Regions from separate parts of the Mus musculus genome. Here region 1 is linked to region 2. A link is a contact called in public HiChIP or PLAC-seq data. All regions are on one chromosome and are shown on one strand. Each heading gives the region's core, a stretch centred on a gene start, on an enhancer-like site or on the middle of the called end of the contact. The rest is flanking DNA. Distances are from core to core; before and after follow the strand shown. Region 1 overlaps Hivep3 (human immunodeficiency virus type I enhancer binding protein 3). Region 2 holds the start of Rimkla (ribosomal modification protein rimK-like family member A).

Region 1 (2,935 bases), core at 240-2,739, 640 kb after region 2:
AGTCTTGGCCATCGTATTCACCCAATCTCACTTGTGCTTCCCCAGCAGCCTCAGCCGAAAACCTGACGTTTCTGAGTGGAGATCACCCTTGGTTAGGCTATGTTCATCTGTCTGTCCATCTCTCTTCCCATTAGCTCTGTCTCCTGTCTACTCATCTAACAGTGTCCCTGTTCATGCGCCCCCCCCCCACGCACACACACACACACACACACACACACACACACACACACACACACACACAGGTTTTCTTGTCCCCACCCCCGGCTCTATCTGTCTGCCCATTCTCCTTTTCCCCTCTGGACTGGCCTCCCATACATTCCCACGTGTGGACATCCATCCTCCGATCATGTAGCCGCCCATCTTTCCATCTGCTTACAGGCCAACTTCCACCAGTTCCCCTGTTTATTTTTCCCCGTGGACCTTGCCTCCTCTGTCTGCCTGCCTGCCATCGGCTTCTCCTCCAGTGTCCATCTGTCCTCATGCTTCTATCTTTCTCTCCATGTTCCTCCATTCGCCATACCTCGTCCCCCTGTGCACTCGTTCCCAGAGACTCCATCTTTCCATTCTACCTCCTTCCGTCCATCCATTCAGACTCAACAATTTAAGGCTCATGGGACAGCGTACCTGACCCCGGGAGCTTCAGACATGTTATAGGATCAGCCATGTGGAAATACAACAGTCCTCAGAGCACAACCCAAAGGAACTTCCTGTGACGTCTGTCTGTGTTCTCTGGGGACAGGACAGGGAGCTTAGCCTCTCCTCCCTGAACCTGCTGTCCACAGAGCTCCTCACCCTGCAGCCTGTCACAGGTGTGCACCATGGAGAACCTGACATCACTGTTGCTGTTGTTGTTACCCTGGCCTCAGAAGCTATCGCTCCAGTTCCCCAGCCTATGGGGCCAGGCCTACAACTTGGGGCAGTACCTCAGGGCTTCACAGAGCCTTGGACAACCCATTCCCATAGCACTCTAGTCCTCTGTCTGCACTGTGCCCCAGAGAGGGGGCTGTCCCTAAGACAGTCCCAGCCTGCGTCCCAGAGCCTGTGGGGCTCATGTCCCTTGCTGCTCACCTCACTGCTCCTGCAAGGAACCATGCCCTGCTTTCTCTGCTTAGACCCTAAGGATTGGCCTGATTGTAGTATACTCGGTCAGAAGAACTTCTCAGCCCGCAGCTACTGTATTAGTCATGAGAATCCCATGTCACTCCAGCATTTAAGATTGCAAATCATCTTATCTGAGTGTGCCACCAGCCCCGGGGCCCAAACATAAGACAGAAGCAGAAGAAAAAAAATGCACCTGAGTGGTCTTTCAACTTCTCTGTGTTTTAACCAGCATCTCTGGTTCTCACTGTACCCTGCCCCCTCCCCCCCAGCTGCATGCCCTCCCTGCCCCAGCTCCTGTGTTTGACCTTCTGTAGCAGTTACAGTTGCATAGTCTGGCTGCATGCTGGAGCACAGGAGGCCTTGGCCCCTGCCCAGCCCTCGGCACTTGTGTAAGGAGCTGTGGCCTGGCAGCTGTGTATTGCCCTCCCCCTACCACCAGGCCATGAGTCTGTTCTCATTTCTTTCCAGGGAATCTGACTAAGCACATGAAGTCGAAAGCCCACAGCAAAAAGTGCCAAGAGACGGGGGTGCTGGAGGAGCTGGAAGCCGAAGAAGGTACTGTACCAACCTCCTCTTTCCCTAACTCCCTCTCCACTTCACATCCCTCCCCCTTACCCCTGACCTTCCCCCTTTCCAGACACCCTCATTTCTACTACTGTTCCCCTTCCTCTCTCTCCCTCCCACCATCTTTCCCTTCTATGTCCTCCCTTCTAGTTTGCTGAACAACTGGGAAGCAGCAAATGTTAAATTCATAAAATGCTCCCCAGTGCCACAGAGCCAGTCACTGTGCAGTTCAGTATAACCTAGTGTTCCAGCAGAAAGCCAGCCCCAACGGGAACTCGGCGCACCCAGTGTGTGCCAAGCACAGTCTAAACACGTGCCTTGAGTTGTCTTAGTGGGACCTGGATAGATCTTCAGGCACTTAACTAGAAGTCTCTTCTGATAGGAACCTGCAATGTGGTCTGTGGGACTGCGAGTGTCACTGAGAAAGGCAAAGCTAGATCGGGTAGGTCCATCCCTTCTCGGCCCTGACACATCACTACAACCTGACTATGGTCCTCCAGCATCAGAAACAAGCTAGAGGCAGACTGATAGCAGACAAGGCAGGGGACACGGGTAAGGAGGGAGGCCAGAGGGGCTGCGGCAGATAGAATGACAAACCTTAGCTGTAGATTCTCAGGAGTCAGGGTCAGGGCTTAGTGTGACAAGACGAAGAAGGGAGTGGGTCAGGGGGGTGGGGGGCAGAGAAGAAAGGAGAAAGCTGTGGTTTTTATTTTCTGTTTGTGAAGCAATCTAACAAGAGTTAGATCATGTTTCTTTTAACACTGAATAAACCAATGTTTACAACAATCCACTCAAAGCACTGTCTTCACAAATTATAATGTGAGGCCCCCATGTTGTCAAAATGCATGCCAGGCTACTATAGATGGTGTCCTGGCGAGGGCCCTGTAACATAAGCCCAGACATGGGACCATGAAGGACCATGAAAGACAGGGGGCCTTGGCTGACCTCTATCCTCTATCCTTGAGTATAATGGGAGTGATACATATGTCCTCTGCCTGTGTGCGGAGAACTCCAGCAGGGGTGTAGGGATGTGATCTAGGCCAGACACATGAGCACAGTTCAGGTGAGAAGTGGTCTGATTCCAGATGCTTTCAGAGACTGAGCCCATAGATGGTCCTGCTACATCATAGAGGGCAGAGGAGGGGAGGGAAAGGGCCAGGGATGGCTCCAAGCTTTGTAACCTAAGAGACTGGAAGGATGGAGTTGTTACTTCATGCACCAAGGCAGACCCAGCGACGGGCATTAGGATCTGGGTATCCTAAACATAGAG
Region 2 (2,700 bases), core at 188-2,687:
AAAAAAGCTGTAAGAAGAATCTAGTTCTTCAAATTCTCTGTTCAGAAATGGCGTTCACCGTTAACCAATCAGGAGGGTTTCAGCAACCCAAACTTAAAAAATGGTATTTTTACACTTAAGCACACCACTTGAAATGTGGAGTGTCTAATGCTTGCATATAACTACTCCCAAAGTATATGCATTTTGAACCTAGTAAGGTTTAACTACACCTACCGATGAACAATGTACAAAACTGAGCTATTTCACTTAGGGACACATACTCAAAACCTCACTTGTAAGTAGTCTGTTCAGGATGTGGAATCCCTACCCTTGCAGAAGGAACTCTACTCAACCAGTTAAAGATGACATATGGGTAACATTCCAAGAAGCATCCAAGACGGCCCAACCCTCCTCAGCCCTGGACCCCCTGAAATAGCTGGCTACCTCGGAGGGCTTACCGAGAACACAGACTGTAAGCCAGTGAATACGAGTTTCCAAAGTCATGGATAGCTTAGCAATACATAGCAGGCATGTATTGAAGATAATAAGAATAAACAGAACGCTTTGAATAGGCAGTCAGGGATAATAACCATTTCCCCCAACCTCCCACCTCAATTGCCCTGGACCCGGCACTGAAGGGACCAGTGAGGCCTGGAAGTACTTGGCTATTTTGGAATCTGAATTAAACATTCTTTGGGAGGAGGACAAATTAATGGAAACCATCAATCGTCTCCTCTCGCCCCTTCCCCTCCAGAGACGATCTCAATCTTTCTCAGCTGTCTCCCATAATTAGGCTCCCAGTTTGAGAATAGTGTTCTACCTAGGGCGTTCATCACTGGAGCATACATACCACTGGAAAAGTTTCCCAAACATCTGCCTAAGAGCAATTTTGTGAATTCTGGGTTGGTTCTTTTAATTTCGGGATCCAATCCGGCAGGCCACCTGTGCTCGGAGAATCTACAGTGTGAGGTTTGGTGCCTTTAGCTTCAGGTGAATGTGAATGCCCCATTAACTCATCTCCTAAATGAATTAAGCATCTTCTCTACTCTTGGCCTCAGGCTGCTGCAGAGGGGCTACCTCGGAGCCGGGCTCAAGGAGGAGAGCGGCCGGCTCACGGGACCCCGGTGCCCCTCCCTCCCTCCCCCGGCTGAGCTCACCTAGGTGGCCGCCGACGACGGTGACGGCGATCTGGTCCAGGAACACCGCCCGGAAACCCACGTCCTGCTCCGAGCAGCGCTGGCGGAGCGCGCGCAGGATCTGCACCTGCGGGTAGTCCTCGCGGATGAGCCGGTCGGTCAGCAGCCAGACCTGCGCGCACATGGCGACCGAAGCTGCGGCCGCTCGCCCGCGCGACCCCCTGGCGCGTCCCAGGCGAGCACCGCGGCTTTGCTTGCGCCGTGCGCCAGCCGCCTCTGCAGACCCGGCCGGCGAATGCTCCGGATCGCCTCGCGCCGACGCCGCCGCCGCCGCCTCCGCTGCCTCCTCCGCCGCCTCCGCCCAGCCAATCAGCACGTCGCGACGCCCGGGGAGGACCCGGCCCGGAGCCTGCGGAGCTGCGCAGCCTGCGGCGGCCGGGCGGGGCTGGGGCGACCCCGGGAACCGATGGGCCACTGGCTGGGTAGGCGCGGTGCTGCTCCCCCAGAGAAAAGTGCGAGTCTTGGTTGCACCACCAACCTCTTCCAAAGACAACTCCCAGCCTGGCAAGGTCACATGGCGGGGCTCTGCAGCTGGACTTGACCCTTAGAAGAGCGATCTGTCTGCCCCAATCCTGGCCTGCAGCCTGGCTGGGAGATGGAGGCAGTTGGGTCTTAGCAACCAGATACTTCATTTAGATAATTCGAAGATCCTTTTCCTTTTCTTACACCCCAGTTTGCACCAGCGCTTGACCATCATAACCCCAGTGTCATAAAAACAGGTTAAGACCCCCATATTGAGTTAGGGGAACCCCTAGGGCGCGTTTTTTCCTCCTAGTCCACACCCCACTTCCCCTCCGCCCTCCAACTCAGTCCTCTGTACATACTGTCCGTGGTCCTAGCCGTTTGCAAATTCTGCCCGCAAACAATAGCGTGAAACCTGGTATTCGGTTCTTGAAAATAAATTAATTATACATTTATTTATGTATGTATTTATGTATTTATTTATTTATGTATTTATTTATTTATTTATTTATTTATTTATTTATTTATTGTGCACAAGGTGAGCTGGTGGCCTGTTACCACAGCTTGATCGTGAAGATCAGAGGACAACTTTCAGGATCTGGTTCTCCTGAAACCCACCATGTGGATCAAAGTCAGGCTAGGCAGCAAGTGCTTTTACTCTCTGAGCCATCTCACAGCTCCTAGCTAGTCATTTCTAAATAACTATGGGGTTGACTTTAGCCAGTTGTGTTTCCAGCTCTTTAAAACATCTTTTTGAAATCATCATCGCCGCCGCCATCATCATCATCATTTTGGTTTTTTCAATATAGGGTTTCTCTGGGTAACCTTGTCTCCCTGTAGCCCTGCTTCCCTGTAGCCCTGTGTAGTTTCTGTCCTGGAACTCACTCTGTAAATGTGATGGTTTGTATATTCTCAGAGTGGCACCATCTGGAGGTGTGGCCTGGTTGGAATAGGTGTGTCACTGTGGGTGTGGGCTTAAGACCCTCATCCTAGTTGCCTGGAAGTCAGTCTTCCACTAGCAGCCTTTGGATGAAGATGTAGAACTCTCAGCTCTGCCTGCACC

What was found. HiChIP or PLAC-seq counts read pairs in DNA pulled down with a chosen protein or histone mark.
Region 1: a contact with region 2 is called in an H3K4me3 HiChIP or PLAC-seq map of forebrain, with 6 times the contacts expected there. The contact joins the enhancer-like site here to the promoter of Rimkla in region 2. A contact is called at or near these places in 1 of 39 promoter capture datasets (embryonic stem cells), 1 of 15 datasets of contacts at CTCF or cohesin (the NIH/3T3 cell line), 5 of 115 datasets of contacts at active chromatin or transcription factors (embryonic basal ganglia, embryonic forebrain, forebrain and 2 more) and 1 of 9 other capture datasets (liver).

What each region holds. Positions count from the first base shown.
Region 1 is chr4:120,126,707-120,129,641 of GRCm38.p6, forward strand. It overlaps Hivep3 (human immunodeficiency virus type I enhancer binding protein 3), which reads left to right. Exons shown (of 9, transcript NM_010657.3): 7 at 1,570-1,656. Among named protein-coding and RNA genes, the nearest start is that of Edn2, 33 kb to the right of the region's middle. Within about 2 kb of position 1,490, at least 50 of the 459 cell types and tissues checked have an H3K27ac peak or open chromatin away from gene starts, as enhancers often do. A contact at or near this core is called in embryonic basal ganglia and forebrain, where this site is marked.
Region 2 is chr4:119,491,161-119,493,860 of GRCm38.p6, forward strand. Rimkla (ribosomal modification protein rimK-like family member A) reads right to left here and starts at 1,438. Exons shown (of 5, transcript NM_177572.4): 1 at 1,137-1,438. The coding sequence starts at 1,299.